Linked DNA regions of Ovis aries: region 1 is linked to region 2. The links are chromatin contacts, called in public Hi-C maps. All regions are on one chromosome and are shown on one strand. The core of a region is the stretch at or near the end of the contact, and the rest is flanking DNA. Distances in the headings are between cores, read along the strand shown. Region 1 holds the start of TECTA (tectorin alpha). Region 2 overlaps GRIK4 (glutamate ionotropic receptor kainate type subunit 4).

Region 1 (5,795 bases), core at 1,399-3,898, 160 kb before region 2:
GGCTCCCTGCCCGGCTCCTGTTTACAAAGCCAGACACAGGATACTCTGGGGCACAGGAGGTTGGGCTTCTGTGAGTTCTTTGGAGAGGAGGCTGGGGAATCTGACTTATCACCCTGGTCAAAGGTGAGAGTCATCACGCAGACACATACACCTCACCTCCTGCAACCCTGTCACCACCTCTCCTGGCAACTTGGCTTATTTCTCAAATTTCTCATCCAAACTCTTGCAAAGGGTGGCCCAGTTCATTGAAATGAGACAGCTTCTCTAGAGTCTTCATTACCAACGATCAGGTCCGATGGCTTGTATGAACTAATCTACATTTGGGATTACATTACATTAATTAATTACATTCCACTAATACTTTTTCTCTGCCTGGATGGAAATAGAGCAATAGGATACCATCTTTTCCTCCATGTTCTAAAACTGTGTGTTAGTTTCCAGGGACAGCAGTGCATCCATTTGGGGTTTCTGCTGACAGTTCATGGGGTACCTGATTGCCACAATCCAGAGGCTGACACCCATCCTCAGGTTGGGTGGAGGGGGGCCCTCCTTGGAAAAGTCTCTGCTCTGTGTTGATAGAGTCGATAGGCTAAAGAGCAAATGGCCAATGGTTGCCCTGCTCCTCTGGGAGTCTTTTCGTGGGCAGACAGCAGTTCACGGAAGAGAGAGACAGAGTGACCAGAAAGCCACTCAGCAAGGCCAGGCCCCAGCTTTTCTCCTCCTGAAGAAGGGAATTCCAGGACGTCTGCCTGGAGGAAGAGCACCTCTGTTGCCAAGGATTAATATAAGAGGAAAGCGGGGAAAGGAGTCTGGTCTTTAGTGAACACCAGCCTGCAGAAGTCGCTGCAAAGCCAGCCAAAGGAAGGAGCTTTCAGAGGTGCTATAATTAATTTCATCACAGGAGCTCTCAGCCCACGTGCTTTATTTAGTGTCACAATCAGTAGACAAGAAAGGATTCTTTTCTAACAGTCATAATTACATAGACGTAACAAACTCCAAATTCTTAGAAGGGAGGAATTTTTTAAAAATTTCTTTGTGATCCTTATCATAGAATTCTATATAGGTACTTATTAAATTTGAAGGGTAATGAGCTTTCTCAAATTAATAATAATAATAAATCAAATCTTGCTATGGATTTATCCTTCATGGGGAACTTTTTAGGAGTGACACCCAAGTGTAAATAAAGGCCTGATTCACACTGAATTGCAATCATTTGAATGGAAAGAGTAATTTGTATTCAGGGCAGCACTGGCTGAGCTGCCAAGGAAATGGAAACTCCTCATCCCTCTTGGAGGAGACGGAAAACTATGGTCAGAGAGACTGTCTCTAACTTCTCTCTCTGCTCCAAAGGCAATGCAAATTTGCAAGAGTCCTTTCTTCATGAGTGATCCTAAATAGTTCATGATTTTAGACAGGAAAAGAATGGACAATTAACATTTTTCAATATAAGAATACAAAGATTCAGGATATCTAATATTGCAAGTACGTAGCAAATACTTGTTGAATGAAAAAAAAAGATGTTTAATAAAAGATAAAAGAGAGTAGGTTTAAACTACAGTAATTTCCACTTTAAAGTCATTACCATTATAAAAATATGACTTGTTAACAGCATGGCTTATTGATAGCATCAGAGTTAATAAAAGAAAACTCCTTATTTGTGCTGATCTTAAGCAGGGAATTTACAGTAAACATAACTATGTTTCCAGGAGATTTTTTCCCCCAACAAATAAGACATACTTTCTTAGTGCAGTAGTGGGTGAGGGGCAGAGGGACTCATTATTGTGGGGTTTCACACCATGGCCTGCCCGATATAGCTGCTTAAGTTTATCCAACCCTAGAAAAATGGTAGGGCTCCACACGCCTCATACACCTGTTCCCTCAGACTTGTGGTCATGTGTCCGTTCAACTAAACAAACAAAACCAAGACAGACGCTCTAGAATTTTAGTCAGGAACATTTCAAATCAATATAAACTTTCCTACGTTTCTTGTTTAAAATTCAAAAACTGTAGAAAGAAATCCATGCAAGCTTTTACCTACTCCAGGCAATGCTACATAGAGAAAAAAGAGAAATCACGGAGGGGAATAATTTTCTTATTTCACTTGCAGTTTTAGATTTTTGGCCATGGTAAATGGTCACTGAGACTCAAGTCACTGACATTAATGTCATTGAACTTTTCTGATTTTGGCTTAAATAAGTGTTTTTTTTTTTTTTTTAAAGTTTGTGCCACCAGTTCAATGCCTTCCTTGGAATCAGTCATCAGGGACAGGTTGCACATGCACCAACCCTATATACTTTTAATGAAAATAATTTGCATTATCTTAAAGACCAACTCCATTTACATGGGGCAACCTGGTATAAGCAAATTGTGTTCCAAGTAAAATAAGAAAAAGTAGGGATGTAAGTGAACATCATTCAAAGTTAATATATTTTGCCCTTGACAAGAGAATTTAGTTTACATTTTTCTTGTTGTAACAGTAGACACATGTACACCTGCCCTGACAATTATGGCTCCAACAAAAGCGTCTCTTTATAAATTCAAGAGAGTGCTAATCACGAGCTTTATGGAATTTTGTAGTACTCACCTTGGTGCCATACAAGTGCGAAGATGAAAGAGACCCAAATTCTAAGTAATGATGAATAATTCATCCTGGAATTTTAAAAAGAAAAAGAAAAAAATCCCCAGCTTGCCAGAGTAAACAGAACACCAGGTGCATTTGGTGGCAAATCCCAAGACACATCACAAACGTCATAGAGCATTCACATAACAGCAGCAACAGTTCTGAGTTAGGCTGAAGTGCCCTGGATGCTGGCAGGGCCTCTTCAGTTCAATACTTTGTGGACAAATTAGATTCCCCAATGAGAAGCAGTTTGGAAGTGTAATGAATCACTTAAATTGTCAGGAAATTATATAGAATCAATGAGCAAACAACCAGTAAGGAAAGGCATCTCCGCTCCAGCTACTAGAACCCTGAAAACCAGCACCTCACTCTAAAGATGCCTGGTGGGTCTCTAGAACAGACATCCATCCTCTGTGAGACCAGGCTATCTCATTATCACAACAGCTTTCATTCAAGATCCAATAAAAGCCAGTTAAAGCACAGGTGGTCCTACAGGCAGGAGGATTTAGAGTTTGCTGTCCCCTCCTCGAAGGGCGGCTCAGTGGTAAAGGGTCCACCTGCCAATGCAAGAGACGCCGCAGACTCGGGTTCGACCCCTGCGTTGGGAAGATCCCCTGGAGGAGAAAATGGCAACCCATTCCAGTATTCTTGCCTGGAAAATTCCATGGACAGAGGCGCCTGGAGAGCTGCAGTCCATGGGGTCGCAAAGAACTGGACACAGCTAAGCGTGCACACGCATCCCCTTCTCTAAAGTATGGAGCCAGTCCATCATTTTGAAGTGCTGACCAGAGTCGCGGGCAGTATAAGACTCTTGTCCACTGACCATCCAAATGCGAAATAAATAATAGACACATAACAAAAAAAGAATCATGTCAGGATGGCTCTTTGAAATTACGATAAAAATAGAATCCAGTACAAAAGCAAGTCATTAGTCGTGGCAAATTAGTTAGAGAAAGAACATCACAGAAGCGAACTTGTTTTCATTTTAGTTACAATCCGTTGAACCGGTGGCTTTACCCTTGGACAGTCTGTGCCGCTCTGTAGAGCTAAAATGCAAGCTCCCAGTTATACATACACCTGGAACCGAAGCGAGTGTAGAGGAAACCCTGAAGCTTGCTCCCGGCAGCATTCTTAAAAATAAAACCCTTCCCTATTATTGGAAGCTATCACAATTCATCAGCCAAACTTCCAAGGAAAAATCAGTGAACCTCCTCTGCGAGTTTTATTGTAAATCTTCAGCTGTCAAGCACACGCATTGAAATCTCAAGCACACCATAAATATTCGTCAGTTTTGCTGAAAACGTGACTAAGACTTCAGCAGAGATCACACACAGTTTTTAGCAGAAGGAGATGTCAGGCAGGTTTAAGACTGAAGTCCTTAGGGAAAGAGTTCAGAGAGCAGGAAGGAGGATTCATTTAAATATTTGTATTTATGAAAAATGTCACTAACCTGTTCGGCAGGGACTGGAGGAATTGAGTCGGAAATATTAAGCCAAATCTTGGTAAACCCGGAAAAAATTAGGTAAAATAAGAATTTATGTCAGTTCTCCCCCACTTGCTGCCAATTATTTCTGATTCCTGAAATGATGTCTGAATCCCCTTCTCTTAAAACCAAAAATTCAGTTAGTCCTCTGCTAGAGTCAGGTTAAGTGTTGAGTTGCAATCAAGTTTTTTTTCCTATTGATTAAGGAAAAGTAAATCTAAAGATCAGTTTCAGGATTGCGTAGAGAGGTTCTTTTCCTGAAAAACTAGACCTTTTTCTGCCCCCCTCCCCACTCCCACCCCTTAAAAAAAAAAAGTAGATTCAGATGGAAATGTCAGTTACTTGGAGCTGAAACCTTGGTCCTTTCTGATCAGAATCACTTTGCGCTGAAAACACAAAAGAAACCCCCCCTTCTACCTTTGTACCCAAAAAAAGAGAACTGTATAATGTTACAGAATTAGCATCCACCAGCATGATTTTAAAACTACAAACAAAGCTGCTGCCTCCAACATTTAAAAGAAGCTGGTTTGCTACTAAAGGCTTTTTTTGTCTCTCTGGTTTTGAACAATTGCCACTGATAGACTCTACTCTGTATTTTCACAGGTATGCATGAAGTATTTAAAGAAATGCTCTCAAAATTTTCTAGGTTTTATTTCTGCTACTTTGATTCACCCCAGGGCAGAGGATTAGGCCAGGGAATAGGTAAGCAGCGTGAGGCATGATCTTTCACAAAGGAAAAATCAAAGGCTCTGAAAACCTCCAGAGATGCCTAGTGAGGGTCCTCGGAGGGTGTGGGGAAGATAGAACCCCTCCTGATGAAATTTTGTTCTAGGTATTTAAACATCATGAACAAGGCTAAAACTGTTTCCAGTTCTGTCGATGCAGAATGAGAAACATTGGCTAAGGCAGAAACGAAGTTTATTATCCAAAATTATTAAAGTGAGACTTATTTTTTAAAAAAGGAAATCATTTGAATGTAGCAGGGAAAAACTCTCTGTAAATTAATAGGAATTTAAAATTGCTCCAAATTTATCTCTGACCAGACATTTAAATGCCAACTGTGTCAAAAGACATAACTCCAGTTTTCAGTACATTGTCCTAAAATGGACAAGAGGTTTGGGGAACTGATTTTTCAGTCTAAATTAGTCAATATATATTTTTTCCAATATCCTGTGGTAATTCAGTAGGGTTTTTACCCTACTCTCCATATATAATTACTTTCAGATGTGTCAAATATCTATCTATCTTTCTCCAAAAGGCACATATTTATAGAATAGAAAGCCTGACTTTGGGGGTGTCTCTTCCCAGTAAAATTAACTCAAATCCAAGACTCACCTTGAAAAGCATTTTCCTTGCCCAGTCTTTATTAAGGTGTTAGTCCTGTAGTCAATCTAAATGTCATGAAGCAAAATAGCTGGTTCTACTTTAGCAACTCCTAGTGGCATAACTGTTTTGGTCTTCTCTCTTCGTGCACTCAGGGGCATTTGTGTTTAGCCTTTTGATCCATATTAAATGCTTCGTCCTTCTTGAGGCAGGACCGCTCCTGGGTTTAACCAGATACAGAAGATGGCAGTATGCATGGCTCAGAATGGCTGGCTCTGGGTGTGAGCAAGTCAGGTGCCTGAGAGCAGACAGGGCTGATATATCACTGGTTGGGCTGGAGAGCCAGTCAGTGAGTGTGTATTTTAAGTG
Region 2 (5,887 bases), core at 3,128-5,627:
TGAGGTTCCTGCCTGCAGGAAGCCGGATCAGGGCTCATCTGAGGACCCCAGGATCTTACCAGACGCCACTGACGCAGCGGGTGGATAAGGCGCGCGGGGCGATGGTAGAGCCCTGCTGCATGAAGCCCCCGACCGGAAACCAGAGGCTGTTGCCCAGGGAGTACTGATTCACAAGGAGGTTGCACCGGCCCTGGGCACACGGGTGGGGGCTGTACCACTCGTAGGGGGTCAGTCTGTGGGAGAAAGGAACACATGTCAGCGCCGTGGAGGGTGGGCATGAAGAAGGGGTGCTGGGGGTGTGGGGGTGCTCTTCTTCCTGGCCTGACCCCTGGACCTTGGTAGCTGCCTGTGGCCTTGGGCAAGCCAGCTCCCTTCTGTTGGACTATGTTGGCAGTTTTGGAACTTTCTTTAATCAAAGAAACATCTTAATTTTTTCAAAATAAATCAAGTCATGGGGGTGGGTGGCTGGGAATTGCTTGTTCTGTCTTTTTTGTTCCCCCGAAGTGACCACAGAGAGAACCCTAGGGCCCCACAGAGCCGTGGATTGAAAACTCTCAGCCCAGAGTGGAAATTCTCAAAATGTAACTGACATCAGAATCACCAAGAAGGCTTGTGAAAACACGGATCGCTGGGCTCCAGCCCTGAAGTGTCTGATTCGCTAAGTCTGGGTGAGGCCTACGAATCTGCAGGTTCCTGGGAGAAGGGGATGCCACTGGTCCAGGGACCACACTTTCCAAACCACTGACCCCAGTGGTTCCCTCCAGCCCTGGTTCTCAACCGTGTCTGTGTTTCAGACTCACCCAGGAGCTTTTTAAAAAATGCCAACACCTGGATTCCATGCCCAGAGGTTCTGATTTCATTTGTCCAGGGATGGCCTGGGCCTCAGCATGTCTCAGGGCTCCCTGGATGAGTGTGATGGGCACATAGGGTTGACAAGGCACACAGGCTCCTTTGACTGTCCCTCACAGCCTCACGCTGGCCTCTCTCCCAGCAGTACCTCTGATGTCTCTGATACCCTAACCTCCTGCCCATCAGACACATGCCCTCCCTCTTCCCTAGCATGCCTCCCACACAAAGCCTTCAGCTCTGATGTGGGAGACGCATCTGGACATATGCCAAGAAGGGCAGGTCTGTGTGTTCACGCGATGCCATCATCTTCCCCGGCCTTCCTGTCCCTTCGCCCAGCCTAGTCTGCAGGTGCTGCAGGGCTGGTTCACATTTCCTTCGCTGCTACTTGTTGCTGATTACAAGGCCAGTGTGCCATCTCTGGCCCCTGCCCCCATACGTCCTCCTTCCTTCCAGGGGCTGCGGGGCTGGATCGGACCCGTGGGGCTTCACCCCAGTGGTTCCCAAGCCTACGGGTGGTTGGATGTGAGCTTCAGAACTACAGATTCCCGAGGCCTCATCCCTAGAGATTCTGAGATGATCTGACTTAGACATTCAAGTTGTTTTAAAGCTCCCTGAATGACTCTGATATCAGCTGGCTTGGGAACGGCTGCCATAGAGCAGTGGCTTTCAAACATCTTTTCCCTCTAAAATCTCACCCAGAAGTACAATACATGAGAGAGAGAAGTGGAGCTGGCCTGAATGAAGACGAGCTGAGGCCGCAGAGCTCTGTGTGCCTAGCCTCTTCACCGCTCCTCCACGTGTCCGCGCCTACCAGGAGCCTCCACGTCCCCGGGAACCCAGTTTGAAAGCTATTGCCCTGGGCCAAATTACCCTACCCTCAGATATTACTCATATAGGATATTATATGTATTTTGCTGCTGTTGTTCAGTTGCTAAGGCCATGTTGGACTGTAGCATGCCAGGCTCCTCTGTCCTTCACTGTCTCCTGGAGTTTGCTCAAATTCATGTCCATTGAATCAGTGATGACATCCAACCAACTCATCCTCTGTTGTCCCCTTCTCCTCCAGCCTTCAATCTTGCCCAGCATCAGGGTCTTTCCCAATGAACTAGCTCTTCATATCAAGTGGCCTGTATGTCTGTGTGTGTGTGTGCGTGTGTGTATATATATACATATTGTATGATATATATGATGTATGATCAGACCTCTAGTACAATTTTTTGGTTAATCTTTTTGTTAATTCTGGATCCTGGGGGGCCAGTGTGTGTGTATGAATGTGGATGGCAGGAGAGAGGGACTGTCTAAGCCCCCAGGGCTGATTGAAAAGTTTCAGGCTGTGAAAGGCAGGGTGAAGCAGTCTTGTGTGTGTGTGTGTGTGTGTGTGTGTGTGTGTGTGTGTGTATGTATCTGATAGCTACGCCCTAATACCACTTCCAGTCCCTCAAGGCCACCTGAGAACCATGACTTTCTACACACAGGGCCTCAATCAAAGGGGACAAGAGAGAATTCCAGGGCAGCGGAGCCGAGACTCAGGCAGACAGCTTCCAGTGAGCAGCCGCAGACAGCCCAGCGAAGTGCAGAGGGGACGTGTCAGATGGCGTGCCAGCTCCCGCGCCTTGCCAGTCGACACTGACAACAGATTCTTGACAGTGGGCATGGCTACAGGCCCAAGGAGGGTAGGTGGCACCAAGCGGCACACGCAGCACCCTGTGATGATGACCAGGTTGTAAGCAAGGCCTTTCCCCCTTTGGCTGGGTCTCAGGGGTCGGGAACGACTTCCTGAACCTGGCTTTGATCTCCACTGGAAGAGGCATGGAGTGGGTGATGCCATGCCTCTTGGGCAGGTAGGGAACTGCCCTAGGGGTTTGTACTCCGAAGATCCTTGGGGCTCCATTTTCATTTTTTAAAATTCATTTTTAACTGGGGGGAAATTGCTTTACAATGTTGTGTTGGTTCCTGGTGTGTGTGTGTGTCTGTGTGTGTGTGTATGTGTGTGTCTGTTAGTTGTTTGGTTGTGCTTTGAGAGCCCACCAACGTAGCCCACCAAGCTTCTCTGTTCATGGGATTCTCTAGGCAAGAATACTGGAGTTGGTAGCTATTTCCTTTTCCAGGGGATCTTCCCGACCCAGGGATCGAACCTGGGTCTCATGCATTGCAAGCGGAGGATTCTTTACCACCTGAGCCACCAGGGAAGGCTGGTCTCCTCTGTGAATGAGTGAGTGAGTGAAGATGCTCAGTTGTGTCCGACTCTTTGCGACCCCATGGACTGTAGCCTACCTACCAGGCTCCTCCCTCCATGGGATTCTCCAGGCAAGAGTACTGGAGTGGGTTGCCATTTCCTTCTCCAGGGGATCTTCCCTACCCAGGGATCGAAGAAACCAGGTCTCCCACATTCCAGGTGGATGCTTTAACCTTTGAGCCTCCAGGGAAGCCCAGTGATGGAAATCACCCATAATTATACACGCATCCCCTCCCTCCTGGGAGTTCCATCTTCTAGCTGGAGGGAGCACAGGCTCCCCTTGAGCAATGAATAAACGTGCTTCTGGGGAAGACCCCACCTCATAGAGGTGGACCATTCACCTCAGAATAGGCCAGCGCTGCCCCTGTAGCCCCAAGGCAGAGGAGAGCAGACAGCTGGACCAGAGCCACTGTCAGCCCCCTAGACTCTCAATCTGAGTGGGTCTTGGCTCCCCTGAGGTGATCAGCTGAGTTCTGAGCAGGAAGCAGGGCTCTGTATGAATGACCCTGAACCACGGGAGCTGGCTCTGCCTCTGGATAGTAAGTGGGCTCTTCTGAAGCCCAACTTAGCCTCAGAGAGAAATGACCCTCTCTGCGCATCCTCTTGGGATGCTCCTTGGCTTCTTCCTGGGCTCAGGGACACTCTCTCGTGTCCAGGGAGATGGGGGATGGGTTTCTTGTCCTCCCCGACCCTGGATCTGGACCATGTGTCTCAACTCAGCGCTGCTTGCCAACACTGCTCTCCATCCTGCCCTGCTGCTGCCAGCCTCCCTGCACGGTCTCCATTCAACAAGGCAGCTGTGTTTTCACAGACAGACCGGGCTGGGGAAGGGCCAGGCCCTCTGCAGAGGAGGCCGTCTCCCTTGCCTGTGTCACTGAGGCTGCCGGTTCCCAACTCCGGATTTGCAGCCTCTGTTTCCTGTCACTCAGCACTTTGTGGCAGGTCCTGGCGAGGACAGATGCCAGGGCAGCCAAAGGCAGAACACTTAATCAGAGTAATCTTCCCACCACCTTCCTCCCCTCCTCTCTCTCCCAAGGCAGGGGGCTGGAGACTGGGGAATGAGAGGGGTAAGAGGCAAGGGGCACAAATTCGGACAAGCTCGCCTGTCTATGTTGTGCATATCAGGGGACGGGCACATAGATGGATGGACGGGCAGTGCCCAGCTGACAGCCGGGCCAAGTGGCTCGGGTCCTGAGCCCGCCTCCCATTCCTCTGGTTTGGGACCAAGGCCGCCCCCTCCTACTCCCACCCCTGCCCGTGCAGTTCCCAGAGGTGGACACGAGATGGCGGTGTGAGGACAGGGAAGGGGAGAAGCCAGTACCGAGCCACGAGGAAGAGGACGCAGCTGACGGCCAGATAGGCTAGAAGCATGAAGAGCCAGACGCCCGGAGAAAATGGGTCCAGGAAGGAGAAATAGCCGGGTCTGCGTCCCTGGAAACGGAGACAGAAACGAGATTCATGTATGCATTCAGTTAGCACAGCCATTGGGCAGGGGAGGGCAGAGGGGTTGGTGAGCTGGGAATGGGCCCAGACTGCACTGCCTTGGGTTATGGGTGATTGGTTTAAATGACACAGGGGCCGAAGGTGTAGAGGGGTCTGCTCTGAAACATCTACATAGCCCTTAACTCAGTAGATGAAACTAAAGAACGGCCCAGGGCCTCATCACTTCCTAGGATGAAGGAGGCTCTGTGCTGGGCAATAGCACAGCACTCAGTGTCCGTTATATGCGTCCCCATGTCCTCCAGGGGCAGCGTGGATAGGCTCTGAAGCACCTTTGAGCTGTTGATGTCCAAGGACATGTAGCCCCCTCTCTGCCACTCACGTCTTTCTTACGAGGATGCTAATTTGATAGGCATGCTTGGTTTTTGGTTTGCAGGGTGATCTCACATACAATGAGACCTTCTCAGGTAAACCTCAAACTGGATGCTGTGTAGCGCCCAGATTCTTATTTTCATTGTATTCGGAAAGAAATCAAAGCCCTAGGGCATTCGAGAGATGTATCCAAAGTTAGACAGCTCATCAGTGGAAGAACTGGGACTCAAATGCACGCTTGCTGACACAAAGCCCAGGGCATCTGATGCAGCCCACGATACTGCAGAAAAACATGGTTGTTCCTAGGCCAGGCAGTCATGGGAGCCAAAGGATGGAGCCAAGAACCAGCCAGAAAGCTGGGGACCACACTCTGGCAGAGGCAGGGGGGCATTTTCTGCAGGAAAGTGAGACGGAACGAGAAGGAAGGAATTTCAGAATCTGCTCCTGGTCTTTAGCAGTGTGGTCTCAGGCAAGTGCACACCCCTCTCCAGACTCCACTGGAGCTGATCTAGATCAAAGGTGATACCCTAGTGACCTGCAGCCCACAGACCACTTGCTTGTTGACTTGTAGTGTTTACTCATTTTGATAAGCTGTCAACATTAAGTGACTAGGATGTTTCCAGAAAAATCCAGATTCTGGCTTTAAAAATGGATGATCTGGCCACATTGGGCCCAATTCTCAACCAGCTGGAGCTGAGTGGTGGCTGTTCACTCAAGACAGGGCCCCACTCTACAGCTCCCACTGCTGCCCTGGCCTTGAACCAGGCTTGCTTCTTCCACTTACTATGAAACCGCTGGAACAGATGCTCCCTAAAGACCATTCTAAATCGAAAATGATATGACTTTATGATTCCAGGAATCTACGAGGTCCACGGATAGGATAGAAAATCAGTGTTAAGCTCAGGAGTGCTATGAACAGGTAAACTTTCAAGTTCAAGGACATATCAGTCATGGCACAACCTGCTGTCAGTATCAAGGTATGTCATTTTG

What was found. A called contact is a pair of places that touch in the nucleus more often than the background predicts.
Region 1: a Hi-C map of hypothalamus shows a contact between it and region 2, with 3 times the contacts expected there. The contact joins the promoter of TECTA here to the enhancer-like site in region 2. A contact is called at or near these places in 2 of 16 Hi-C or Micro-C datasets (hypothalamus and liver).

The regions. Positions count from the first base shown.
Region 1 is chr15:31,448,357-31,454,151 of ARS-UI_Ramb_v3.0, reverse strand. It overlaps TECTA (tectorin alpha), which reads right to left and starts at 2,648. Exons shown (of 23, transcript XM_042232999.2): 1 at 2,585-2,648. The coding sequence starts at 2,648.
Region 2 is chr15:31,294,566-31,300,452 of ARS-UI_Ramb_v3.0, reverse strand. GRIK4 (glutamate ionotropic receptor kainate type subunit 4) reads right to left here. Exons shown (of 21, transcript XM_042232998.1): 14 at 4,407-4,516; 15 at 60-233. Among named protein-coding and RNA genes, the nearest start is that of TBCEL, 72 kb to the left of the region's middle. Within about 2 kb of position 4,377, at least 16 of the 54 cell types and tissues checked have an H3K27ac peak or open chromatin away from gene starts, as enhancers often do. A contact at or near this core is called in hypothalamus and liver, where this site is marked.